2 separate regions of the Capsicum annuum genome follow, and region 2 is linked to region 1. The links are chromatin contacts, called in public Hi-C maps. All regions are on one chromosome and are shown on one strand. Each heading gives the region's core, a stretch centred on a gene start, on an enhancer-like site or on the middle of the called end of the contact. The rest is flanking DNA. Distances are from core to core; before and after follow the strand shown.

What was found. Hi-C and Micro-C count contacts between places; a contact is called where the count stands out from the background.
Region 2: a Hi-C map of leaf shows a contact between it and region 1, with 2.9 times the contacts expected there. The contact joins the enhancer-like site here to the promoter of LOC107867406 in region 1. A contact is called at or near these places in 4 of 5 Hi-C or Micro-C datasets (bud, leaf and placenta).

The regions. Positions count from the first base shown.
Region 1 is chr1:99,168,093-99,175,586 of UCD10Xv1.1, forward strand. LOC107867406 (serine/threonine-protein phosphatase PP2A-2 catalytic subunit) reads right to left here and starts at 3,313. Exons shown (of 6, transcript XM_016713634.2): 1 at 2,694-3,313; 2 at 252-366. The coding sequence starts at 2,946.
Region 2 is chr1:99,679,659-99,687,152 of UCD10Xv1.1, forward strand. It overlaps LOC107867407 (phospholipid-transporting ATPase 3), which reads right to left. Exons shown (of 27, transcript XM_016713635.2): 27 at 2,980-3,578. The coding sequence ends at 3,278. Among protein-coding and RNA genes, the nearest start is that of LOC107867407, 70 kb to the right of the region's middle. Within about 2 kb of position 2,768, at least 4 of the 5 cell types and tissues checked have an H3K27ac peak or open chromatin away from gene starts, as enhancers often do. A contact at or near this core is called in bud and leaf, where this site is marked.

The DNA.
Region 1 (7,494 bases), core at 2,063-4,562:
TGACTAATCAGAGCAATTAAAAATAAAATCAGAGTAAGCTATGCTACATTTTATACAGAGAGACAAGAAAAACAATGAGAGGTACCAATAGAAGTTCACATGCCCACATACAAACCAAATAATCGAACTATGAAAAGAAAACTTCTAATATAACCTGTGAGAAAGATAAACCATTTCTAGGACCACCCCCACCCCCATCCCCACCCCAAGTTAAATAACATGATCACTTGAAGAAAATTTAAAAGACTCACACTTGGGTGATTTGCCGGCTTTCATGATTTCCCCGAAGAATCGTGATTCTATCTCTATAACGAACCTTCAGAGCAACCAAAAGTGTGACAGTCTCCACTGAATAGTATCCACGGTCTGCATTCATTGAACAATTATTCAATGATAAACAACTATAAAAATACTTAATCACCAAGAGAATTGATAATGCTAGGATTGGTATGATAAAAGGAATGTCAAATGTGCATCACAAATAAAGTTAATACTCCCCTCTTTCTTGTCACAAAAAGAATGTCTCATTTCTATATTCAGAAACTACAATTTAACTTTAAATTTCCAATGTTACCTTAATACAATGATTTATGGCCACATAAATATCTATAGAATGTTTTAGACCACAAGTTTCAAAAGTCCGCGATAAAGTCCTCGATTCTTTCTTATACTTTGTCACCAAACAAACACCAGCTGAAAATTAAGCAGTAGGAAACTGTGGTTTATTAGCCTGAAACCTTAATGATGGAGTACTTTTCAGATGCAAAACTATTAGAAAGAGGACAACAGAAGAATGTATAATACAATCATGATCACAAGGAAAATATGCAAGTTAGTTTATAAAATACAAGGCAACTATGGGAAGAAGAATTTTTCAAGAAATTATGGATGAGTCTGTGTCAGTTGACAGCATTTAAAACACTTCTGTGTTGTATACTTGTATTTCACTGGGCTAAATTACTAAAAGAGTACAAAGTGGTGACAAGGAACACTTCTACTATAGAAAGGATTTATGTAGAATGAAAGGCACAAAAGAACACTTTGTAACAGGTAATAAACCACAACACCTTTTCCCGAATTTATGAGACAGGAAATAAATCTTGCACGCACACACTCACTTTCACAAAAGCCCTGTCTTCTCGAACTTAAATAAGCTAAACAAAAGGACATTCAACATTGACGACAGCCAAAAGTAAATCCAACAACGCAACTCGCATTGTCAAGTGTCGAGAACTGATTAATCCTCACACTTAAACAAGCTTAACATAACGACAATCGACATGAACAACAAACAATCGTGTTGTTAGATAAACTAAACCATAACTGCAAACAAATTTTAGTCACTCGTCATTTTGATTGGTTAAACTATTATTCCTCAATTAGTGCCCTGCATGTGTTAAACAGGATACTTGCCGTAGCAAACTTTGACAAGTCCAACTATCCTTGACCAACAAAATTTGCCAAATGAGCCGGAATTTATGTACCACATGCTGCAATCAAGGCCATTATCTTACTTCTAGAGAATTCAAACCACCAGTACATTTCAACTCCACAACACACAATTCATTATTTATCACTTCGAGGTTAAGCAATGAACAATGAACAACTTAAACTAAAGCTTGTCACTTTTCATCAAACAAGAATTTTTCATGTAATTTGCTAAAATAAAAAATCCAAGACTATAATAACTATACCCATTAATGAATGGACAATCCCAGGTCACCCACTTCCTAAAAAATAAATGAACAGCCCTGATGTTGCAGCTTTGAGGCGCCCTTAAATTCTACTAAACCACTTGCATGACTATTAGGCTCAAATATCGGTGTTCAGCATAAAAGTTGCTGTTCACAATCGAATATACAATGCTACAAGATCTATACCTCCCTTCATATTAGTGGGCATTCTCATTAGTACTTGTTACCACACATCCCTTCTTTATCGCCATATCCGATGACAGTATAAGAACTACACCTCAACCCCAAATTATCAGTTATATGAATCCTCAATATCCATTCTGCTCTATTTGGACTTCCATTCAAATACTTTTTCGTATTCTAATATCAATTATGACTTCTCTATCAACAGAAGGTTCTCTAGTTTTCCACGGACATACTAAACATGAAACGAACTCATTAGGGAGGCTATGACACGATTAGCAACTGCAATTTAATAATACTAGACAACAATAACAACATACCCAGTGTAATCCCATCCCACAAAGTGGGAATCAGGGGAGGGTAGTGTGTACACAAACCTTACCCCCTAGCTTGAGAGGTAGAGAGACTATTTCCGATATACCCTCGGCTCATGAAAATAATAGGACTGAAGAAACCAAGGTCATTTAACAAAATTAGACCACAAAAAGAATCACTTGTACTCCGTCTACCTCCTTTCCAAAATGCTTGTCACAATTTCCTTTTTAAGAGTCAAACAATACGAACTTTGACCAACATTTTAAAATATATTTTTCATCATAAGTACTTTCCATATGGATTTTGAATATCTACATTTTAATTTCAAAACATCAAATTAATCGAATTCAATTTAGCTTTAAAAATTGTCAAACTACTAACTCTCTCAGCGAAACGTGACAACTATTTTGGAAACAGTGGGAGAGTACAAATACAATTCACATCTAAACAATCCCAACCCCTAATAAACACAACAAACAACCAAAAGACCTCCGAACTCACCAACATAATCACCCATAAAGAGATAATTAGTATCAGGAGCATTGCCGCCAATCCGAAAAAGCTCAATCAGGTCATAAAACTGTCCATGTATATCACCGCATACTGTCACCGGACATTTAACCGGCTGAACATTCCATTCCTCAACAAGTATAGCCCTCGCTTGATCACATAGAATTTTCACATCCCCTTCCGTTAACGGCTTACACTCCATCAATTGTTCGATCTGCCGATCTAGATCTGCATGCGACGGCATTTTTTTCTTTTCTTCTTCAAGAACTTTCTAGAAATTTAACAGAAATTTCTAGAATTTTCTCCGGTCTGAAAACGCCGACCGATCAGAGAATAGAATCGACGAAGATCAAACGGTGAATATTCAGCTGATATCAATCAAACGGAATATATATAGCTAAAATGGAAAAATTAAACATAAAGAAAATCTTTAAAAAATACAAAAGTGTAGAAGCTTTAGGGTTTGAATCTTCAAATCATATGCTAATTCTGATATTCCTCTTCATTTTTCTCTCTTTCCTCCCCTCTTATCTTTCTCAGAAAATGCAAAACTAATTAAAATATAATTAATATCTGTATATATACACTAACTGACAATTCAATTGGCATTATTTTCAAAAATAAACAATATTTATTCGGTCATTAATTGTCACATTTTTCTTATACTGTTTTTTTTTTTATATTTTATTTTGCATTTGATGTTTGTTATTCGTATTGGAATCCAATTAATTCGAATTCACACCGAATATGGCTCCATTTAGGAAGTAGCGCTCCCTATCAAGGCTTTTTTAGGACTTGAATCTGAGACGTCTTATTAAAAGAGGAGGAGCATCATCCACTGCACCACATTCTTTGGTGGTTATACTAATTTTTTATAAGATCTAAATAGGACGTATGTTAGTGGATATATAATCAATATAATCAATAACTATTTATTTTTAAGATAATTAATTTAAAAATAAAATAAAAGATAATTACTTCTAATCTATAATCTATATCTATATCTATAATTTATATCTATCTATAATCTATATCTATATATATTCTATAATTTATATCTATAATATATTAAAAGTGCGAGTCTTTGTTTTAGATAAAATTGTCTTTTCATTATTTTTTTTAATATTTAAGAGTTGAAAATTAATTAAAGATAGTTATGGTAGAATCTTTCCTTATTGGAAGTAATCAGAATTAAAGATAACTAATACTTTTTCTATTAGTTTAAGAATTCTAAATAAACTAAATTTGATTTTAAGAAGATTTGGAAAATGTAGAAATAAATATAAAAGCATTAGAATAAGAAAAATTAGAAATACTAAATTTTAGAAAGTTTTAAGTATGCAATAACAATATAATCAAAGATTTGACTTTTAAAACGAGAAAAAAATTTAAATATAGAAAAATAATCATGCAATAAATATGGTTCAAATTAATGAATTTCTTTTAGCATCTGACAACAAGGGAAAGAGGTACTACATCACAAATACAAAAGTGATGATTCATCAACCACTTAAAACTTCTGGTGGTAAAATATATATGTGCTTATACTAAAATATATGTTTATATTTACATTATTATTATTATATTAAAATGTAAAGGATCTTTGAAAAGTGATTTAAATTTTTTATACTTCAGTAAAAATCTCCGAAATAGATAAAATTATTTAATTTTAAATAATCAAATATTATATACGTGAGGCACGTGCGATTACACTGCTAATAATAATATTAGGTATGACAACTAATTTAAGACGAAAAAAGTTTTCTTTAGAGTACTTTTATAACATTTCATAATCCATAGTAGTATTCTACTTTAAAAGTTAAAAAGTATTTTAAATTTTTTATATTATTTTATATATTCCTTATAGTAATTAAAAAGGTCTGAAATAAAAGACATCATCATAAAGAGCTTTGTTTTTGGATTAACAAGATAATATTATATTAACAGAAAAGGTATGAATGTACCCCTACACTTTAATAAATAGTACTAATACATCTTCTGTCATACTTTAGGTATAAATATATCTTTGTCATCACTCAAAAGGTATATATAAAGCCCTAAACTTTGATAAATGGTACAAATATATCCCTTATCATACTTTAGGTACAAATATACTCCTAAACTTTGATAAATTGTACAAATATATCTTCCGTCATACTTTAGATACAAATATACCCTTGTCGTTAATGAAAAGGTACATATATACCCTTCTCAACTAACGGTAGGACATGTGTCACAATCTTGTTTATTTGCCCTTATTTAATTTAATTTATTCTCACCCCACCCTAAAATAATTCTAATTTAACCTATAACCCGATCCAAATAATAACTCAAACTCGTCCGATCTAATAGAGCCTTCAAGGCGCATCTCTATTCACACATATTCATTCTCTCTTTCTCTTTCTATTAGATCGGATCGGGTTTGGATTATTATTTGGATCGAGTTATGGGTTAAATTAGAATTATTTTGGGGTGGAGTTAGGATAATTAAATTTTTTTTTTAAAAAAGACAAATGAACAGGATTATAATACGTGTCCTGTCGTTAATGAGAAGGGTATATATGTACCTTTTCATTAACGGCAAGAGTATATTTATACCTAAAGTATGACAGAGGGTATATCTGTACCATATATCAAAATTCAAGGGTATATATGTACCTTTTCATTAACGACAAGTGTATACTTGTACCTAAAGTATGACGGAGGGTATATTTGTACTATTTATCAAAGTTTAGAGGTATATATGTACCTTTTCATTAACGGCAATAATATATTTGTACCTAAAGTATAAAGGAGGGTATATCTATACCATTTACCAAAGTTTAGGGGTATATATTATCTTTTATATTAATAATATCACACAAGAGCAATGTTTGTAGCAGGTGTTAATGCACTTGAGGATCTAGAGATTTATTTACTATATAAAAGGAAGAATACATACCCCTGAACTTTTTGACTTTTTCGTATTAGCACCTTCATAAATTAGATCATGTACCTATTAAATTCTTTTATCATTCACAAAACGTGTCAATTAAGCACAAATTACACAATTTCAGATTAAATTTGGCGCCCGAAATTCACTTGCCATGACATGGAAATTATAACCAATGGTAAAATTACATGTCATAAAAAAAATCAAAAAAAAATTAAAAAAAAAGAAAAATAATTTTATTTCTTTACCTTCTTCTTCCTTCTACTCTTCCACCATTAAACTTTACTTTGAATTCTTTATTTTTCCACCAAAACAACACCCAACAACCATCAAAGGAAGAAAAGGAGTACCGATTCAACACAGACTCATATACAACAAGCAACAATAACAATTTTGTTTTAAAAAAAAATATTTTTTTTATCCTTTTTTTCCTCTAGTTTTTCACAATTAAAATTCACCTTTACTTTTAATTTTCTACCAAAATAACACCCAACAATCATTAGAGGAAGAAAATTTGGTGTTGCCCATAAAAGTTTACATATAATCGCATGGTTCCAAATTTGCAGGTTCAGAAGGTTTTGCGACTAAAATTTTAGTGGTGTTGCAGTGTTCATATTTGATTTTTCCTGCGAAAATTTCATTGGAAAATCCATTTCAACACAATTAACCACCCTCCAACACCACTAAACCACCACCGAAACACCGACATTGACCTCCAACTCATTTTTCGGAGAGCTGCCGATGAGACCAATTTAAAACCATCATCCACGTCATCGAAAAATAAGCATTTTTATCTATATCTACATGTTCCTTCGTCAATTTTCACTGACTAATATCAATTTTTGATGTTGAATTTTTCCACAAAAATTCAATTGTAATGTTGAGAATTTTGCCCTCTACTAATATGAATTTTAAAAAAAAAAAATACAGTAAATTATGGCTTCTCACTTTTCTTTAGGAGAGTGTATTACACTTGTCACGCCATATCAGTGTTATGTCAGCAATTGTGCTTAATTGACACGGTTTGTGAATGATAAAAGAGTTCAATAGGAACATGACCTAATTGAAGTGCCAATGCGAAAAAAATTAAAAAGTTCAAGGGTCTGTCTATGTATTCAGCTTGTATAAAAAGAGCCAGTTGGAACAACAAATGGCGATCTGGCAGTACTTATTTGTATTTCAAATTCAAATAAAATGTTAAGCTAAATATTTTTTTTAGTTAACTTACAACTAATGCTCGTCAATTACTTCAAAAAGTTTTTTCTTCTGAATTTATCTTTTTACATGTATTTTTAACTTATCATTCCATATTAATTGTTTTGCCTCTTTTTTTATATTATCCTTGATTAGTTTAATATTATATCACTTGTCATTATATAATATTAAACATATTTTATAATACCTTAATTTGATTTCCTCTCTCCCTCACTCCACCCCCCTCACGGCCACACACACACATCAACCTCTTTCTCTTTTGCGTTATATATAATGATGTTTAGTCGTTAGTTTTGATAAATAAGTATATGTTAATTGTATTTATTTTATTTTAAATTTTTTGTCAATAAATAATAATCCTAAAATATATAATGATTCATATTAATTTACTAATATATATAATGGAGAAAGTTCAATTATTGTAGGTTTCACATGAATTTATTATGTCCATTTTAGCCTAAATTAAAATTTTAAAGACCTTAGAAGATCTCACCCATTTTTGTAAATTAAATAATTATATTGACATTTAAAATTCTATACGAAAAGTAATGAGCCATAGAAAAGTGATAGTGACATCATAAAAGATCTATTTATTCAATTAAATTAAAAAGATTAACGATTTCTTTTATATTAAAAAAATAATAA
Region 2 (7,494 bases), core at 1,518-4,017, 510 kb after region 1:
CTGTTAGTCACACAACAAGCAGTATTCACTGCTTCAGCCCAGAAACTCTTTGGAAGACCACTATCAATTAGCATAGTCCTAGCAATCTCTACAAGAGTCTGTTTTCCATTCAATAACTCCTGGAAATCTATTTTTCCATTCAATAACTCCATTTTATTATGGATTTCTAGGAGCAGAAAAGTTGTGACTTATTTCATGCTCAGCACAGAATTCATCAACTTGAGAATTCTCAAATTCAGTCCCATGTTCAGACCTAAATTCAACAATTTTGCAATTTAGCCTCACTTGGATTTTCTTAGAAAAAGCCACAAGAACCCCATATATTTCATCCTTGGTTCTTATAAACATTGTCCAGGTGAACTTGGAATAGTCATCTACAATAACCAGCACATATTTCTTCCCTCCTTTACTTTGGACTTTAATAGGTCCGCATAAATCCATTTGAAGTATTTCAAGAGGACTGGAAGTACTTACTTGCTTCTTTAATTTGAAGGAGGATCTGGTTTGTTTCCCTTTAACACAAGTATTATAGACTTTATTGTCTGGAAATTTCAGCTTTGGCAGGCCACGAACCAGGTCCCTTGAAATCAGTTTGTTTAACAAGGAGGAACTCACATGCCCTAATCTTTTGTGCCACAAATTAGCATCTTTACCTTGTGTACTTAAACAAGTTAATTCCCCATTAGCTACAGACTCCAGATCAGCTACATGCATGTTCTTGATCCTTTTGGCTTTGACAATAATCCTTCCAGATTTCATACTTGATATAGTGCATCTATCATATGAGAATTTTACCTCATTTCCTTTGTCACAGATTTGAGATACACTTAGAAGACTATACTTTTGCATATTCACATAATACACATCTTCTATTGTATGATGGGGTGATTTTCCAATCCTTCTAACACCTTGTATATAACCTTTTTTGCCATTTCCAAAAGACACACCTCCCCCTTGAAGTGCCTTAAGAGAGAGAAAACAATCAACCCTCTCAGTCAGGTGTCTAGAACAACCACTATCCATAAATCAGTTTTGGTTGTCATCCTCTTTTTCTACCACATTTCCTTCTCTATCTTCAGCAGTGGCCATTATAAGGCTACAGAATCCTGAGATTATTTTCTTCTCACCAGGTTTCAGAATTAAACCATCTCCATCCTCTTTGTCTTTCTCAGATTTATTTGAGGAGTCTTCCCATGTAGCCAGCACTTTCTTTATTATACAGCTAGTTGCGTCCTTTCTTATTGATTTTTTAGGATTTTGATCATTCTTTTGCATTTGGTAGTTTCTTATAAATGACTTAGAGCTACCATCTTTGTGACAGCCTTCAATCTTATCATTTCTTTTGCTAAGCTAACCACCCATTTTTATAGTTCTAATAATTTTTATTGTAAAAAGTGCAACATCACTGTCTTCTTCACCTAGGTCAGAGTCTAAAACTTTCAAGGTCAGAAATATCTCTCTTTTTGCTTCCTTTCTTTCCACCCCTAGTTCAGTTATAGTAGACATTATGACTAGAACACTTTAGGTATGAACCTTTTAAAGCGAACCAGCTCTGATACCAATTGTTGAAACCCTTGGAGGTTGCACCACAAAGTCAGGGACCAAGTCCCTCAAAGTCAATCGCAAGCAATAGAACAGTAAAGCAGCTATAAGGTGCTAGAAAATTAAGGCAGTGCAAAAAAATACCAACACAAAAAATTTAATGTGGAAACCCCCCTTGCTCAAGGAAGGAAAGAACTATGGCTTGCCCTCATAAGCACCTCCAAATCCACTATAATCGAACTCTTGATTAAAGCCTTCAATGAACCTAATCTAGGTTCCTTTCGCTTGTAATAACTCTACTACAAGCTTATCTTGGCAACTCTGTCAAGGACTCTCTTCACTGATTAACTCTAATCAATATCAAACTTAGGCAACTTTACCTAAGCACTCTCTACTCAAAGAAAAAAAGTTCATTACTCTTATAACATGAGTAATTCGCTTACAAATCAGAACTCACTCAAGAACAACTTCTATTTAAGCACACATAATTAGTTAAGAACTTGAGTAGTGTTGAAATGGGGTTTTTGCCACCTCTGTTCACTCTTTGTAATTGCCAAAAACCATTTGATGAAGCATCATTTTTTTCCTTTTATAGATGAGTGATGATTAGGGTTGAAATATTATTGGACCAGCTGTCCTAATCAGTACAAGCAGCACCTGCAAGTTTGTTACACAAGAGGACAAAATTGTGCAGTCACGCGTGCTAGCTGTACTGTACCATGAACATCCAGGGACCTAAGTCCTTGCAATTAGCTGCTCATCATCAAAACTACATATAGCACTAATCACCTCTTCTACTCATCCTGTTCTAATCCCAATTGTCGTCATTAACAGGTGACAATTGGATCAAAACTACATATAGCACTAATCACTTCTTCTACTTGTCCTGTTCTAACCCGAATCGTCGTCATCAACAGGTGACTATTGGAGCTTCAACGGCAGATTCTCTCTAGTAGTTTCCAATTCAGTTTCTCAAGTGTCTCAGCTAGTTTGTACTGAATTGAGCTATTAATAAAATTCCTCTTTTCGCAATTATGAATTCTTTTTCACTTTCGAAGAACATTACACCATTCGTCCACTACGGCTGATATGAAGTATTTTTATAGTGATCGAATTGTACAATACTTCTCAAGATGTTTGCGCGGATACTAGACTAACAATCACCAATGGAAATGGTCATCAGTTGCTTTAAAGTGCGTTTAGAAGCTATTTGCAAAAAGAAAAACCACAAACAATTACCAAACTCATACCCTCTTTCTCGGCAACTAAAGTGCGTTTAGAAGCTATTTGCAAAAAGAAAAACTACAAACAATTACCAAACTCATACCCTCTTTCTCGACCAAAATCCAAATAATATTACCAAACATAAAGCAAATCATATAAAGTATAAACAATGTTCGGATGCAAAACTTTCTAAAAATATCTCAGAGCCAATACTTCCCAAAACATCCAAGACTAATATATTAACCATGCTCTTAGGAATATTCAAGCTTCAATAAATAGATTTTCAGTTACTCCCACTTCCAGAGAGTACACAACTTCTTCTAAACTAATTTTACAAGAAGCTCACTAAACCTAATTATGACTATATTCCCAAAAATCACAAGGGCGAGCAAGGTGTGTGAAAGAATAAAACTAGATAAGATATTACACAGCTAATTCTACCTATTAGCTAAATGGTCTAGGTCAAAAAAGAAGTAACATCACTGTCAAGAGGGAAAATTTGAACCAACTGTTAGTTTTCTTGAGATAGCTTTGACCGTGGTTTCATACTTGCTCTCCGAGCTACATCCCATGCCTTTTGGGGGATCGAGACACCAGCCTGAGATGCAAAAAATGACTCGTAACCAGGTGAATCAAAGGCAAAACCAGTGTGTTTTGATTTCTGTCCGGGCAGTTGCCTAATTGCGTAACTCCTTGCTTCTTCGGGTGTAAGATTATTTCCAATCTGCAGTGACCCCATCCTGCTGTCAATCTCATGCCTGTGAATTTCCTGAACGATCTGATAATCATATGGGAAAACCCATCTTTGAACCCTGGAAAAAGCAACAAGTAATGTTAAACAAGACTATCAATTTTCAATAAGGTATAAAACAAAAAATTAACATATTAAAAGCAAGAGAACATAAGGGATTTGAAAGGGAAAATATGACTCATTTTTGGTTGTACCAAGCCTGCTCTGGACTCAACATTTCTGTGCCATTTCCTAGTCCCTAATTCCTAATACAAAAGATAAACCAAATCCTATAGAATGGAATTATAATGACAGCGTGAATGAGATGACATAGCAAAAGTGCATCCATGTGAACAATGTAACTCGTGCCTCACTCCTTAAATTATGATATATTCAGTGAGAAGTGAGAACAACAGAATGGATAGCTCATAAAAAACATCTATCCACAAAATTCTTCGTGGTTCCCTTCATAGGATGAAACCGTCACGATTAACAGAATACATTGATGGAACAATTCTTGGGGCATAGCAAGGTATTCTAACAGTATGCTATATCTCAAGAATTTCTGTTTGGTTCCTTCCGTAGGATGAGACCACTGCAATCAGCAACACAAAGTGATGGCTAATTTTCAAGGCATAACATACTAAAACAAGAGATGAAAACAAAATATATAGCAGAGTCTGCTTACTAGTGATTACTTAGATTTTATATTGTGTTTTATATATTTTTCCTAGGTTTGAATGGTTTATTCGATGTTCTGTTTGTGGAAGTGGCTTAAGTTATGGGTTATTGTGATATAGGCACATTCAAGGGTCAAATGGAGATAAAGGAATGGTTTTAGGGTCAAGAGATGGAGTCAGAGGCAACTGAGAGGGACGGAAACTTACAGGAACAAGATGCAATAAGAGATGATCGAAACTAGACTTGGGAGCAATAATTTCAACAAAGTAACACATGAGCTTTTCTTTTTGAAATGGTAACATTTTTGTATGTAAGTCAACAGGACCTGTTATGGCCTAGGTTACAAGGAATGAAATCTAAGTAGAGCTACAGAAAAGTCTGTTAGATAACTATAGAGACCCTGGGAACTGTACGAGAGTCTGTGTCACTTATATACTCTTGTTTACACCAAAAATGCAAAAGCAGAATACAATCAAGGTTTATCTTCTGGATAGGGTTGCTTTTGCTCTCAAAAAATCTTGAATTCCTTTCCTTCCAGATAGTCCACCATATGCAGCCTGGGATCATACTCCAGCTGGTTTTTTGAGCTTCTGTTCCTCCGTTCCTACTCCAACTAGATAGCGTATGTAGTGTATTCATTGACATTGTCCCAACTCAAACCAATCGTTGCTAGAAATATATCCCACGGTTGAGAAATCACCTTACAATTCCAAAAAAGAAGACTATTTGTTTCTGCATTTCTTCCACAGAGAGCAAAAAGGTGCATTCACCTTCTCTGCAGTCTGTCTAGTATCAAGCAAGCCCTCTTAACTACAAACCAAGCAATACATGCCACTTTGTATGGTATCCTGGTCTTCCATAATTGCTTCCAAGGCCACTGCATAAGATTGCCGTTATGGTTCCTCATATGATATGCTGTTTTGACCCAAAAAGCTCCTGAACCGTCTCTCAGCCACCATAATCTATCTTGCTCAAGTGAGACTCCGTTGAAGAGATTGAGAGTGTTGAGGAATCCTACGAATCTGTCCATCTCCCTATCATTAAAAAGCCTCCTGAAACTGAGGTCCCAACCTTGATTATTCCAAACTTCACTAATATTAGCTCTTTGTTGTTGATTTAGTAAGAAAACACCCGGGTGTCAAAAATCTGAGGGGACTAGATCCTAACCAGTTGTCTTCCCAAAAAGAGATCTTGTGACCATTCCCAACTTTGAATCTAATATTGATACTGAAAATCTGCATAGATTCTTTACACCAAACCCCCCTTGTTGTTTGCTGAGTGTTAGGGTTTTCTATTTGACAAGGTGGATGCCTCTTTTATCTTTGTTACCTTGCCACAAAAAATTGCTTCTCAACATATCCATTATCTTTTCAACCCGAGGAGGAATAGGGAAAAAAGACATCATGTAGGTAGGTAGAGCATCTAGGACACTGTTTATGAGAATTAGCTTACCACCTAAAGAAAGATACTGGCTCTTCCATCTGGTAAGTTTCTTCTCACATTTCTCTAACATCCCATTCCAAACTTCTATGGATCTACTATTTCTCCAAGTGCCATGCCAAGGTAAATTATAGGCAAAGATCCCACTTCTCCTAAAATTTGCACACATTGCTGGAACTAGAGAGGATCATTAACTGGAAACATAGAACTCTTCCTCCAGTTGACATGTAATCCGGAAACCCCTTTGTTGATGTATGTGACCATCTCACATCTAAAAGCTTAAGTTGTCAGAGAGAGCACACTTTTATTATTTAATTATATTCTCAACACATCCCCTCACATGCCGGCTTGATTTCTTTTTTCATGGGCCAAGCACGTGGATTTTTTAAAAAAAAAAAATAATGGTTGGCGGTGAGATTCGATCCAAGGACTTCTACCTTCTTTTATACCATGTTGAAGTGTGTGAACATCTCATCTAAAAGGTGAAGCACTTTCTCATTCAAGATGGAAGCAAGCTATGATAGATGAGATGTTTGCTTTATATACAAGTGGTACTTGGGAGCTTGTTTTCCTTCTTGCAGGCAACTCTACTATTGGTCACTGTTGAGTTTATGCAGTCAAAGTTGGTCCAGAAGGTCAAGTTGATCGGCATAAGGCTCATTTTGTTGCCAAAAGATGTACGCAAATATTTGTACTTGATTATAGTGACACTTTCTCTTCCGTAGCTAAAATAGCATTTGTCCGTCTTTTCCTATCTATTGTTGTCATTCGTCATTAGCGTCTTTATCAGTTGGACAATAAGAATGCTTTTCTGCACGGTGATCTCGAGAAAGAAGTCTATATGGAGCAACCACCTGATTTTGTTGCTCGAGCGGGTTTAGTAGCCTTGTATGTCGATTGTGCAAGTCACTCTATGGTCTGAAACAATCCCCTCGAACCTGGTTTAAAATTTTAGCATAGTAATTCAGGAATTTGGCATGATTCATAGTGGAGCTGATCACTCAGTATTTTATCAGCATTCTGAACCAAATTTGTGTATTTATTTGGTGGTTTATGTTGACGATATTGTTATCACCAGCAATGATCCGGATGGTATCACTAATTTGAAGCAACATCTCTTTCAATATTCCAGACTAAAGACCTCAGCAGACGAAAATATTTTCTAGGTATTAAAGTTGCTCAGTCCAAATCATGTATTGTTATTTCTCAACACAAGTATCCCTTAGACATTCTTGAGGAGACAGGATGATAGGATATAAACCCATTGACACTCCCACGGATCCAAATGCTAAACTTCTGTCGGGACAGGGGAGCCACACAATGATCCTGGAAAGTATAGGCGGTTGGTTAGAAAGTTGAATTATCTCACAGTGACTAGACCCGACATATCTTTTCCAGTGAGTGTTGTAAGTCAGTTTATGACTTCCCCTTGTGATAGTCATTGGGATGCAGTTGTTCGTACTCTGGGATATATAAAGTCAACTCCAGGTAAAGGACTACTCTTCGAGGATCAAGGACATGAGCATATCATTGCATATAGAGTTGTTTATTGGGCAAGATCACCCTCTGATAGACTTTCTACATCAGGATATTGTGTTAGTAGAAAAGTAATTTGATGTCCTGAAAGAGTAAGAAACAGAGTGTGGTCGCTCGATCTAGTGTAGAAGCAGAATATCGAGCAATGGTTGTAGCAACTTGTGAGCTAGTTAGGATCAAACAAGTGATGAGACAACTAAAATTTGGAGAAACCAGTAAGACGGAACTTGTGTGTGATAATCAAGCAGCTCTTCATATCGGTATCAAATCCAGTGTCTCGTGAGAGGACTAAGCACAGAGAGATTGACTGTCACTTTGTCAGAGAAAAGATACTCTTAGAG